Regions from separate parts of the Canis lupus genome. Here region 2 is linked to region 1. The links are chromatin contacts, called in public Hi-C maps. All regions are on one chromosome and are shown on one strand. Each heading gives the region's core, a stretch centred on a gene start, on an enhancer-like site or on the middle of the called end of the contact. The rest is flanking DNA. Distances are from core to core; before and after follow the strand shown. Region 1 holds the start of CAMK2G (calcium/calmodulin-dependent protein kinase type II subunit gamma). Region 2 has its middle 18 kb from the start of PLAU.

Region 1 (6,515 bases), core at 126-2,625:
AGCAGTTGGCCCAACTCCATCTTGCCCAGTTGGGGCTGGCCCCTGACTTGGGGTACAGCTGCCTGGGCAGGGCAGCTTGGGAACCCGCCCAGCTCATTTCTCCTCCACGGAGACAGTTAATGTGCCTCAGTTCCTACTGTCCTCTGATAGTGGGGACAGAGGAAGGGGTGGTAACTCCCCTTGCCAGGGCCCCAAGTAGTCCCTTCATTCCACAAATGTTTACTGAGGGACTAGGGCTAAGTATACAATGGTGAACAGAGGAGGCAAAGGCCCTGCTCTATTGGAGCCTACAATTTAGTGGGAAGGCAAATATTAAACAAATAATAATAGCTACCTCTGTTCTAATTAGATGCCAGGAGCTACTCAAGCTGCTTTATGTGATTTGGCCTGTTTAATACTCACAATCCTGTGAGGTAGGTGCTACCATTCTTCTCAGTTTTCAGATAACGTACTGACACACACAAAGATGAAGTGACTTGCCCAACATCACACGGCTGGTCAAAGAGTTGCCCGGAGATCCAAGCAGGCAGTCTGACATCAGAATCCAGTGTCTGGACGACCACATTCTAGCTCTACCGCCTCTCACAGCAGTAAATTAAAACATATCATTACAAAATGTGGTGAGTGCCATGAAATGAAAATATACAGGGGGCCCTGCAAGAAAATGGGGATACTTTCTCCTTCCTTCCGCTTGCTCCTCGGGCCCACAACCACACAAAACCTCGGTGATGGGTCCCACCTCAGCCCTCTCATTACTGGCCTGAGAGAGAAAGGACGGTCTCTCCTCTCCAAGGCGGGAGGGGCAGGAAGGCAGAGTCCCACCTGCATCCTCGGCCCCGGCCTGGTCTCCCTGAGCAAACCGTGCCTGAAGGGTTTTATCTAATAATGGCCCTGAGGCTTAGCCAGGTCTAGACTATCAGCTCCCAGAGGGAAGGCTGCTGAGAGAGCGCGCCCCGCACAGGCGGGTGCGGCCTGACAGCGACTTTTTGACCTTGGCGCTCTCTCCACAGGGCGGCAGCGGGGCCGGGGGCGAAGGGCCGCGGGAAAACTCTGCGGGCCCGACCGCGCGGCGCCCCCGGCCCACGCACGCAGCACGCACGTTCCGAGCCCGCGCAGGGCCGGCTCTGGGACAAACCCGCAGGTCGCGAGGCTTCCGGCTCCCCCGGGGGGGCCCGCGCCGGGACCCCCGCGCCCCCGCGCCCCCGCGCTCCGGCGCTCCCCGGCGCGCGGCCGGCCGGGCGGCTCCCGGGGCGGGGCGGGGCGGGGCGGGGCGGGGCCGGCGGCGGGAGGCCCCTCCCCGGGGCGGGCCGGGGGCCGGGCGGGGGGCCGGCGGGGCTGGGGGCGGGGCGGGCGGGCGGGCGCGGGGGTGTCCCTCCCTCCCTCGCTCTCCCCGGTAAAGTCTCGCGGTGCTGCCGGGCTCAGCCCCGTCTCCTCCTCTTGCTCCCTCGGCCGGGCGGCGGTGACTGTGCACCGACGTCGGCGCGGGCTGCACCGCCGCGTCCGCCCGCCCGCCAGCATGGCCACCACAGCCACCTGCACCCGCTTCACCGACGACTACCAGCTCTTCGAGGAGCTCGGCAAGTACGGCCCGCCCGCCGCGCGCCGCGGCCCCCCACCCGGTCCCCGCCGCCCGGGCGCTATGCGGCTCCTCGCCCCGCCCCCCGGCCCTGCACCGGCCGCTGCGGCGCCCCCTCGGCCCGCCCCACCCCCAGCCTTTCCCGCCCGCCGCCTCCGGGGCCCCCTGGCCCCCTGGCCCCCAGCTCGCTGCCCCGCAGCCCCCTCCGCGCCCTGCAGCAGCTGCCCGGGCTGCTGCACACCGCGCTGCCGCGGGGACCGCAGCCCCCGGACCGTTCCTGGGCGCCCTCCAGCCCCGCCCCTCCCTCACAGGCGCCCCCCACTCTGCCCCCGCCTGCTCGCCGCGCCCCCTCCTCACCCTGCTCTGGAGCTCACTCAGCACCCTGTCCCACGTCCCACGCGCCTGGCACTCTGGACCCTCCGCGGCCCTGCAGCTCCAACCCCGCTGCGGTGCCCGAGTGGGGGGGGGGGATGTTTGGTGCCCGGCCCCGCCCCCCGCTAGTGATGCTTCCAGGATCCCAGCCCCGCTGCTGGGCAGTGCTGCAGCACCCCCTTGTCCCCTCCCCCTATCCCTGCAGTGGTCCCGGGAGCCGCGCGCCGCAGCCGCAGCATCCCCCTCCCCTCTGCACTGAGCTGGCCGCTGCAGCAGCCCCGGCCCCCCCACCCCCACCCGCGGCGCCGAGCCCGGCCACTGCAGCCCCCGCCCTGCCCGCCCCCCTAGACGTTTCCAGAGCCAGAGAGTGCGAGCTCCCATTTGGGGGGGAAAGTAGTGGAAAAAATCGTGGGGTAGGGGAGCTATGGATGTCTGAGACCCACAACTAGATCCTGTCTTTCCCCGCCGCCAGTCGAGCCGGGGATGCAGTGGGATGATGCCGGCTGTTAGGGGTTTGAGCCTCACTTTCTCACCTTCCCCCAGGATTGAGGGAGATTTCTCTCCCGCAATCATACCCTCTTTCTAATCTCTCCTTCCCCTACCCTCAACTATTCCTGCTGAGAGAAGGGCAGGGTCTGTCCCTTCTCCTGGTTCTCTTGGCCGGGACTGCAGGGCTGTCCGTGAGATGCAGCAGGTGTGTGTTTTAAGCATTGCCCACCGGCTCTTGATGTACAGCCTGAGGTTGGGGCTGTTGCTTTGTCCAGCGACTAGAGATGTGAGGGTGGGATGAGGTGGTCCCCCCCCACCCCCCGCATCCGTTCAGTGTCCTGCAGTGGCCACATCTTTCTACCCCACGTTAGAGGGTGATGGCCACTATGCTGATGTGTCTGATTTTGACTGAAGGGCTGGTGATGGGAGCATCGCTGTTCTCAGACCTGAAGCGTGTCTGTGTCACTCTGCTCTGCTCCGTGTCCCAGTTCTTTCCCCCTTCTCCCTCCAGGGGTGCTTTCTCTGTGGTCCGCAGGTGTGTGAAGAAAACCTCCACGCAAGAGTATGCAGCAAAAATCATCAATACCAAGAAGTTATCTGCCCGGGGTGAGTGTTTCCCCATCTTGGCCTCTCCCTAGGCCGCCTCCAAGGCTCTAGCTTCTGAAGATGCTCCAGGAATTGGGGGTTGTGCATTTTAGCCCCTGCAGAAGAATTGGAATTTCAGGGTTGCTTGACTTGGAAGCCAGGCAAGGAGTTGCATGGTGAACCAGAAGTGCTCAGGTAGAAAAGAATGAAAAAGATGTAAGACGTGTAGGTAGCCACAGGGAGGAATGGTACCTGAAGGCTCAAGAGAGTTTGGTCTTTAAAGCAGGGAGAGATGTGGGGAGTGGTGGTAACAGGGAACGGAGAGCTCCTAATTTGGAGTCTTCTGTGTTGGGGGCAGTGGGCAGCCACTCTAGGCCTGTCCTAATCCCCATGCCCCAGTGGTGACTTCGGATGGAAATGCAGTAAATGAACAGCTCTGACAAATCCAGCCTCCCCCTGCCCACCAGGCGGCAGAACAGACTCCCAAGGGAAGGGAATCTGTAAACATCAGGGGAGGCTGCTACTGGCGAGGGCTTCTCGGGAACAAATCCTGCCAGATGAACTTGATTGCTTTTTTGATCAAATTACAAAGTTAGTGGTGCAGCAGCAGATGCAGCCTGTCCTGGGTGGAGGGTGATGCCTCATGGTCTGGAAATCTCAATGGCCTGGTCTGGGTGGGAGCCGCATGGCTTCCAGGTCCGAGGATTGTGAAGGCTCAGGCCGTGGAGCCTTTTTTGTGAGATCCTCCTGAGTACCTGAGGCCAGGAGAGTGAAGCCCTGTCTTTCACACCTCGATCCTACACTCCCTGAACCTTGCATTGGGTGCTTGCCAAACTCACCTCATCTGATAGGTATAGACCCAGCAATGTGTGAAGTGCTCTGTGAACAGGTCTGGTGAGTACCGAGGTATTTGGATGGGTCGTCGTCATCGTCGTCAAAGACTGAAGGCTGAAGGCTGCACGGTGCAGCAGGGGGACAAAAGTGTTTAGACCCAGTGAAAGGAATTTGTATGGGGCAATAGGATGCCACACATATATTAGCAGCATATACAGATGCCCTGGGGAAGGTGAGGACTGTCGCTAATAGTGACCCAGGCGACTCTGGCATGAGAGATATAGTTGATGTCCCTAAGTATCAGAGAAGCTATTAAATTCCATGGAGATGACAGTGGGCTTCTGTCATGTTTTTGGTTGTTCCGGGACCGGTTTAGCAGGGCTGTGTCTGCCTCCTGTCTGGGAGGGCTTCTCTTCCTCCCTACAGACAGGGCTTGTCTTTTTTTTTTTTTTTTTTTTTTGACAGGGCTTGTCTTGCTGTCTCCCAGCCTCCATCTCTTGCTGTTTCTCTACATTGGCTATAAAGTTGACTTATTTGTTTGTTTTCTTTCTCTCTGGGTACCTTGAGTCGGCGGCAATGGTTGCCATAGAGATAATGTGGGCAGTCAGATGCCCTCCTCCCCTGGGGTAGGGGGATGACACAGTGGGCTGGGCTCTTTGGCAGACATCCTCTGGCCAAGGGTGCAGGGCGCAGGCAGGGACGGCAGTGCAAGAGTGGATACCTTCCTATGCCCACACGGCATAGCCCTGGTGCATCAGAAATGGGGCCGGTGTCTGGTGTCTTGAGTTAATGATGCAATGCTTCGTGTTCCTCATCTCACCAGTGTCCTCTGACCCAGGGGTGAGGGAGGGAGGGACGCTAGGAGCCACACTCAGGGATGTGAGGGTAGCTGTCGTGGTGACTTTGTGGAGCTGCCTGCCTTCAGTTGTCATTTCTCTCCTCCTTCCCTACCCCCCTGAACTTCCCTGACCTGTGTCATCATGTCCTATTGCCTCCCTCACCTCCTTTCAACCTTGTCTTGTCTTCTCCAACTGACATCTTTCTCTCCCTGCCCAAACTGGATGAGGTTTGATTTCTCTTTGATTTTTTTTTTTTCCTCAAGGAAAGGATTCTTGTGTAAGATCATATGCTTCAGACATCAACTCCCCCTCTTGAGACAGTTATGCCAAGACTGGGGCTCTGTTGTGTGCAGGTTAACTTAGGGACAGAGGCCTGGTCCCGGCTGATGGGCACGGATGCCAACAAGAGGGTCAGGAATCTGTCAGTGCCAGTACCGTTTGGAGGTGGGAGAGTGGGAGGGTGTTGTCTTGGAGATGGAGGGACCAAGCTGGGGGCTGTGCTATAGGTGTGGGCACAGGGGATGTGAGCTCGTGGAGAGTTGGGCCAGGGCGCCCACTGGGCTGGTGCCCACGGGGTTAGGGAGTGAAGGCCCATGGCTTCCCTACAGCCTCTCAGTTTACGCTGTATATTTTATAAAGGTGCAGCAGCTGGAGCTGGGTTTCACTCTTCCCTGTCTAGGGCTCCGCAGGTGTTGGATTTCTGTGTCTGGGAATGTGGTGGGCCCACCAGAGTCATCCGTGAGGGGCTGAAGGGGCTCGCTCTGCTGAGTCTCTCTGCCTGTCTTCTTGTTTGTGATTTTCTGTGCTGCGAATTGAGAGAAAGAAAAGGGTATCAAGCTGCTTCTCCTGGCATCAATGGTGAAATGCTCAGGAGGCATAGGGAGAGGTCCCCTGGTCTTATGGGGGGACTGGACCTGGATGGGAATCCTTCTTTTACTACGTTGTTTCTTGTCGTTGTGGCCTCGGGGGCCCACGTTCGCAGCTGTGGAGTTCGTGTGGCTGCGTGTTGAGCACCGTCTTTGTCTGCAGGCCTGTCTCCGTAAAGTCACTGAAAGTCACATAACGTCACTCCCTCTGCTTGGAACAGTGATAGGTGTGGAGTTGGGGCTCTTAAGGGAGCCCATGGTTCCAAGCTTAGCTCTCCACTAGGCTGAAGGAGGCATTTAAAATAGGCTTGGATGCAGGAGCTAGTGGGCCAGGTGATGGCAATGATAAGTCGTTATTTTAAGATTTAAGAGCACCCCCCCAAGGAGCCTGAGCCCTTATGTCTTTTTTTATTTTTAAATCTTCAGATTCCCTTCTTATCTTTATTCATATGCATATAGATTTTCACCTCATGGAGCATAACATTTTATATCCTGCTCTCTTGCTTACATCCAAAGCGTTTCCCCATATTGCTATAGTTGAAGGGCAAATGGTCCTTTCTTCTTCCGTAATTTAGGATTTATCCTTGGAACAGTTCGCATCATAAGGAACCTCTGTATTTGGACCATTTATCTAGATTCCAATTGCTTTTACTACAGTGGGTACTTGGCCTTACTAAGAGATGCTACCAGAAACAATATTTTGAAATCTGTTGCAGCACTTGCTGTGTTTATTTATTTAATCTGTATACCCCATTTGAAGAAATTTCTATTGAGGCTAAATGTAAATAAAAGCTTTCCTCTTCTTGAGGACCCGGGAGGTAAAGGGTAGGGACCACATCTATTTATTTCTTTACCTCTGTGTGGGCAGGGCCCAACAAAGTGCCTGACACATACCTGGCCTGTACACATCCAATGAATGGATTCAGTGGACTACGTAACCAATCATGGTTGCTT
Region 2 (6,827 bases), core at 703-3,202, 49 kb before region 1:
GTATGTTCAAGGCCTTTTTTAAAATGTCTCTTCCAAAAGTCTCACACTCAGCTTCTGGCTACCTCCCTGTGCCTGCCCTCTCTATGGCTTATTCTTAGTCTCAGGGTTTCTCAACCTTGGCACTATTGACACCGGGGACCACATAGTTCTTTGCTGTGTGTAGCTGTTCTATGCACTGAAGAATGTTAGTTAACCCTAGATGCCAGTAGCATCTCCCCACTTATGGTAACCAAAACTGTTTCCAGAAACTTCCACCTCTAGAGGAGCAAAATCACCACTCCTTGTTGAGAACCACCGTTCTATGAATGAGGAGTTAGCATGACAGACTGAGTGAGACCCCAGTTCTGCCCTGGGCTAGCTGTATGCCTAGAATCCATAATATTTCCTAAATGACCCTATAGTATTTCTGGATGAATTTAACTTCTCTGATCCTCAATTTCCTCATAAAATAGAGGAAAATGATAATAAATATCTCATGGGCTTGTTGGGAGGGTTAAATGAAGTGACTCATGTAGAAAGATTAAAGTGATTGGCACAAACGAGCATTCCAATACCTGTGGGTTATTATTTACCCCTTTCCCTCCAGGGCTCCACACCTGCTTTCAGAGTGACCACTAACTGACCTTAAACTGCCTTATAAAACATTTCAAAGCATTTCATTCTGACCTTCCCTCTCAAACTTCATTTCCTTAACATTGCCTCCAGCTCAACACCCCAGACCTATTGACTGCTTGCAATTCCAGGGAAGCAGTCAACTTTTTTATGGCTCCTGTGGTCTTCGTGCATGCATGCTGTTCCTTATGCTCAGTATTCTCTTCCCCTCCCCTGGCTGACTGCTGCGTACCTTTCAGGTCTCAGTATGGGCAGCACCAAGTCCAGGAAGGCTTCACCTCCCAAGCCAGGACAGAGGGAGCCTCCTTCCACTCCTGTCATTTTGTTTCTGATACTTGCATGGCCATTGCCCAGTTCTCTGAACTACTCTCCTGACTGGGATCTCTGTGAGGCAAGGGATGCTGTGTTGCTCTATGCAGAGTCTCTGGAAACTTGCTCAGTGCCTGATGTCCAACAGGGACTTTGTAACGTTTGTACAGTTGATGCCTAACTTGATGAACTGCTTCAACATTAATATGGAAAAATTTCTCTTCCTTCCCAGATAACCAGGCATTAATCTTTCCATTTGAATAGGTAGTATTTGAAAATGGAACAAAATTCGAGTTATTAAAAGGTATAGGGAGGGGGCCCCCTGGGTGGTGCAGTTAGTTAAGCATCAATTCTTGGTTTCAGCTCAGGTCATGATCTCAGGGTCCTGAGATCAAGCCCCGAGTCAGAGTCCACACTCAGCATAGAGTCTGCTTGAGATTCTCTCTCTTCCTCTCCCTCTGCCCCTCCTGCTTGTGCTTTCTCTCTCTCTCTCTCTCTCAATAAATAAATAAAATCTTAAAAAAAAAAAAAGATATATGGAGAAGAGTAAGGCTCCCTCTCCCATCCTGCAGCTCCCTGGTCTCCCTCCCTAGAGGTCACTACAGTACTGGGCAGCCTTCCACTGATGTCCAACTATGTGCTTATGTGCTCCCCCACTGTCAGGACTCCAGCCGAGGCAGCCAGCATGCATCCTCTCCGTTCCCCAAATCCCACTTGCCATACTCAAGAAAATGGATACATTGGGGGCAGGAAACAAACTTTTGACTCTTTTCAAAGGCAGCATGATAGGAGATGGCAGATGGCAGGGGTGACAGCAAAGGGGAAATCTGGTAGTTCCCAGCATGGTCACCACCCCAAAATCTCCTCAACTGTCTACACACACATGAACACACGCACGCACATACGTACACATACCCAGAATAAAAGCAGAAGCTGTGGGGACATCCCCTGGAGCACTGTCACCTGCAGAGCCTCACCCTCTCCCTCACTACCTTGAGAAATCTGAGGGAGAGGGAGGGTCAGGCCCAGCTTCAGGCTTCCTCCTTCCTCCCCAATTAGAGGAAGCCAGTTTCAATGCTGAGTCACTTCCCATGGGGTTGGGCTTTACCTGGGGGTCTGAGTCACCACACAGGTGCCAGTGAGGGAGAGGTGCTGTCCGATATGACACATCTGCTTGCCCAGGAAGGACATTAGCCATTGGGGGTTGTGGAAACTACTGCAAGTCTGACCCTGGGTGCTAAGAACCCATGCTGTTCTGTGAAGGTCTTTGGAGTTCTGGGCCAAGGGCAAGCCTTTGGCTCCTTTGTTTCTCTAACACCTTTTCCTTTCTCCTTCTCATCCCCCTCTACCCATGGGGAATGAGCCATCCTGACCTGCAGCTCCCAGCACCTCTGTGGATAAAGCCACAACACTCCTGAGAGGACAGGGGTAAAGGCCCCTGAGTCCCAGGCACTTCATGGGGCTTCCATAAATGTTATTTGCCTTCTCCTCTCTCTGGATTGAGGAGAAAGTCCAGGGCCTGAGAAGTACCAATAAGCATACTGATTCCAAGGTAGCCTCAGCACCTGACCTAATATCTCTCTCTCTCTCTCTCTTTTTTTTTTTTTTTAAGATTTATTTATTTATTCATGAGAGACACAGAGAGATAAAGAGGCAGAGACACAGGCAGAGGGAGAAGCAGGCTCCATGCAGGGAGCCCAATGCAGGACCCAATCCCAGGACTCCAGGACCACTCCCAGAGCCCAAGGCAGACACCCAACCGCCAAGCCACCCAGATGTCCCCTGACCTAATATCTCAACCATGCCAGGGGCGTCCCAGAGCTGGCCAGAGGTGACCAACCAAACCCTGGGAGAGGCTGGACTCTGTCCTGGGAATCTTCACCTTGGCTTGGCTTTCACTGTGCCTGTAGCAACTGTTTCCACTCCTATTAAGCTGTACTAACTGTAGTAGGCTTAATAATTGCCTCCCAAAGATGTCCACATCCTAATCCCCAGAATTTATGAATCCCAGTTCACATGGCAAAGGAGACTTTGCAGATGCAATTGAGTTAAGGATCTTGAGATGGGGAGATTATCCTGGATTATCCAGGTGGACCCAATATCATCACAAGGGTCCTTATAAGAGGGAACAAGAGGAACCAGAGTGAAAAGAGGGTCTGTCACGATGTAAACAGAAGTCAGAGTGATATGGGACCTGACGCCAAGGACGGAAGGCAGCCTTTAGAAGCTAAAAGGCAAGAAAAGAGATTCCGCCTAGAGCTTCAGTCTTACTGACTCATTTTGGACTTTTGACCTCTAGAACCATAAAATAATATATCTGGTTATTTTAAGCCACTAAATTTGTGGTCTTTTGTTACACTAACAGTAGAAACTAATACAGATTTTGGTACTGGGAGTAGGGTGTTGATATAACAAATACCTTAAAAACCAAGTAGCTTTGGAATTGGTCCATAGGCAGTGGACAGAAGAATTTTAAGAATGATAGAAAAATCCTAGGCCGCCTTGAACAGACTTGTTAGTAGAACTATGGATGTTGAAAATTGCTAATGAGGAGTAAGAAGGAAGTGAGGAGCACAGTAGAGAGAAAACCTATTTTGTCTTAGAGAATATCTAAATCATCACAAACAGAATGCTAGTAAAAATATGAAAATTAAAGGAGTTGCTGGTGAAGGCTTAGAAGTAAGGAATATTTTATTGAAACCTGGAGGAAGGGATGCCTGGGTAGCTCAGTGGTTGAGTGTCTGCCTTTGGCTCAGGGTGTGATCCTGGAGTCCTGGGATCAAATCCCACATCGGGCTCCCTGCATGGAGCCTGCTTCTCCCTCTGCCTGTGTTTCTGCCTCTCCCTCTCTGTGTCTCTTGTGAATAAATAAGTAAAATCTTAAAAAGAAAGAAAGAAAGAAAGAAAGAAAGAAAGAAAGAAAGAAAGAAAGAAAGAAAGAAAGAAAGAAAGAAAGAAAGAAAGAGAAAGATGGAGGAAAGAGAGGAGGGGTCTTTGTTATATAGTGGTGGGAAACTTATCCAAATTGTATCCTTCAGTTATATGGAAAGCTGGAAAGCAGAACTTGTGAGGAATGAACTTGGATATTTAGCTTAGGAGATTTCCAAAGAAAGTATTGAAGGTGCAATCTGGCTTATTTTTGTTCTTTATAGTAAAATGTGAGAGAAAGAGATAGAGGGAAGAACTATAAACAAAAGAGAAGTAGGACTAGTGATTTGGGAAATTCTCAGCCTATCTAGATTGGCAAGGGTGCTAAAATTAGAAGAATCACTGTCAGAAATGAATACTCTGGGGAGAAAGCCAAACATGTGACTAGACAACCTTTTGTTAATGCCTTGAAGGATCAAAAGGTATTCATTTACCCAGAGGACTCTTCTGAAAATATTAGGCATGTGACTCATGAAACCCCACCACCACCTCAGTAGAATCCAGAAATAGAGGTGGGACCATCCAGGAAAAATCTGTGGAGGAGACTTTTGTCTAATGAAGTGAATGTCTGTGACATACATGGGAGACCTACAGGTTCTTGGGAATTTTATACCAGCAGAAACAATGTCAACTTGGATTGAAAGGGACAGAGAACAAACAAAATGAAAGAAATCTGATAGACTCCCAACATTCTATAGGCAAGAAACAAGATGATAAAAATTACTCAGCTGCAAACAGAATTATCATTCAAGTAAAAGATGGAACAACTAAGAGAGAGGGGCAAGCCCAGAGGTCAGAGTCTCAAGCCCCAGAGGATTATTCCCAGGCCTTGAAACCTAAAGGAGTTTGCCCAGCTATATTTTGGAATTTCTTAGGACCAGTGACCTTTTTTCCTTTCATTTTCTCCCTTTTCTTGAGTGAGAATGTCTAAAACTATTATTCAATACCTATCCCTGAAAGCTGATGACTTGTTTCCTGAGTTTCACCAGTGCACAGATGGAGGGAAAATGGTCCTCAGAATGGATTGTACCCAGTGTCTCACTCATATTTTATTTAGAATATTTAGATGATGAGATGTAAAGGATTTTGAGCTGATAAGATTTTTTAAAGATTTTATTTATTTATTCATGAGAGACACAGAGAGAGAGGCAGAAACATAGGCAGAGGGAGAAGCAGGCTCCCTGTAGGGAGCCCAGTGTGGGACTCGATCCCAAGACCCTGGGATCATGCCCTGAGCCAAAGGCAGACGCTCAACCACTGAGCCACCCAGGTGTCCCAAGCTGATAAAATTTAGGTCAGATTTTAGACTTTGAGTGATACCCTGATGGATTGAGATTTTGCAGGAGGTTGGAATAGAGTGGGTGTGTTTTGTATATGAAATAAATGTGAAGCTTTAGGGTCCAGAGGTTAAACTGTGGTAGGCTGAGTAATGACCCTCAAGAATATCCACATCTTAATTCCTGGAATCTGTGAATATGTTAGCTGACGTGGCAAAAGGGACTTTGCTGATGTGATTAAGTTAAGGATTTTAAGATGGGGAGATTATTCTAGATTATCTGAGAGGGGACAGTGTAATCACAATGGATAAGGGGATTCTTAAAAGAGGGAAAAAGGAGGATCAGAGTGAGAGAAGGTGTGATGACAGAAGCCAAGGCTGAAGTGATGTGGAGTCATGAGCCAGGGAATGTAGGTAGCCTTTAGAAGCTGGAAAAGGCAAAGAAATGGATTCTGCTCCCCTAGAGCCTCCAGAAGGAACACCGCCCTGCTGACCAATTTTGAACTTCTGACCTCAAGAGCTATAGAATAATACATTTGTGTTATTTTAAATCACTAAATTGTAGTAATTTATTGCAACAGCAGTAGGAAACTAATACACTAACCCTCTTCGGGATCCCTGGGTGGTGCAGCGGTTTGGCTCCTGCCTTTGGCCCAGGGTGCAATCCTGGAGACCCGGGATCGAATCCCACGTCGGGCTCCCGGTGCATGGAGCCTGCTTCTCCCTCTGCCTGTGTCTCTGCCTCTCTCTCTCTCTCTCTCTGTGACTATCATAAATAAATAAAAATAAAAAAATTTAAAAAAAAAATACACTAACCCTCTTCATTCACCAAGTTCCATACCATTCAAGCCAACCTGCTCATCTTCCACCTGAGACACTCTGCCTTTTTATCTCCTCTAGACTTCCAACTTGACATTTATAACTAATTTCCCCTCCAGACTTCCACCAACTCTTTCCTTGGCACTCCTTCACTTTCTCTTGTTTCCTGATCCTTCCCAGATCTGCATTAGCCTTTAACTGGATGGTTTAACCTAAACAATATATTAAAATCATTTGGATGTGGCTGGATGGGATGGGGATAAGGGAGGGGGAAGATTTGTAAAAATATTGAAGCCCCAGCCTGGACAGACTAAAGCAGACTCTCAGGTATGTCATTATTAAAGCTCCCAGGTGGTTCTAATGTGCATACTATCATCGAGAACACCTGCCAACGTGTTGCTCCAGGGTTATCAAACTTTTATATGCATAAAAATTACCTAGAGAACTCTGGATGTTAAGTGCCAGGATCTCAGGCCCAGAGTCTGGTTCAATACATAAGATACTCAGATCCTACTCTTCTGACAATCTCCCCGGAGGGTAAGATGCAGGTGGCATTTGGAACTTTAAGAGACATTTCCACAGCCTCCTGTCTGCTCTCTCCCCCAAGAGACTCAGCTAATTGATAAGATGAATTCCTTAGATCAATGATTCTCAATCTTTGATGAATATCAGAAGCACCTAGGGAGCTTGCTAAAAATACAGTTTCCCAGACGCCAATCCAGTTTCGTTTAACCAGGTTATGGTTAACAAGCTCCCCAGGAAGTTTGGGTTCATACTTCAGTCTGAGAATAAGTGCCTTAAATCAGTGATTCTCAAATTTGAGTATGTAACAGAATCACCTGCAGGGCTTCTTAAAACAGATTGTTGTGCTCCAACTCTAGAG

Evidence for each region. A called contact is a pair of places that touch in the nucleus more often than the background predicts.
Region 2: a contact with region 1 is called in a Hi-C map of skin fibroblasts, with 2.6 times the contacts expected there. The contact joins the enhancer-like site here to the promoter of CAMK2G in region 1. A contact is called at or near these places in 6 of 9 Hi-C or Micro-C datasets (amygdala, blood and skin fibroblasts).

The regions. Positions count from the first base shown.
Region 1 is chr4:25,027,221-25,033,735 of UU_Cfam_GSD_1.0, reverse strand. CAMK2G (calcium/calmodulin-dependent protein kinase type II subunit gamma) reads left to right here and starts at 1,375. Exons shown (of 23, transcript XR_005357965.1): 1 at 1,375-1,581; 2 at 2,949-3,043. LOC111095488 (a long non-coding RNA gene) reads right to left here and starts at 995. Exons shown (of 3, transcript XR_005357967.1): 1 at 403-995.
Region 2 is chr4:25,076,701-25,083,527 of UU_Cfam_GSD_1.0, reverse strand. No RefSeq gene overlaps it. Among named protein-coding and RNA genes, the nearest start is that of PLAU, 18 kb to the right of the region's middle. Within about 2 kb of position 1,952, at least 5 of the 20 cell types and tissues checked have an H3K27ac peak or open chromatin away from gene starts, as enhancers often do.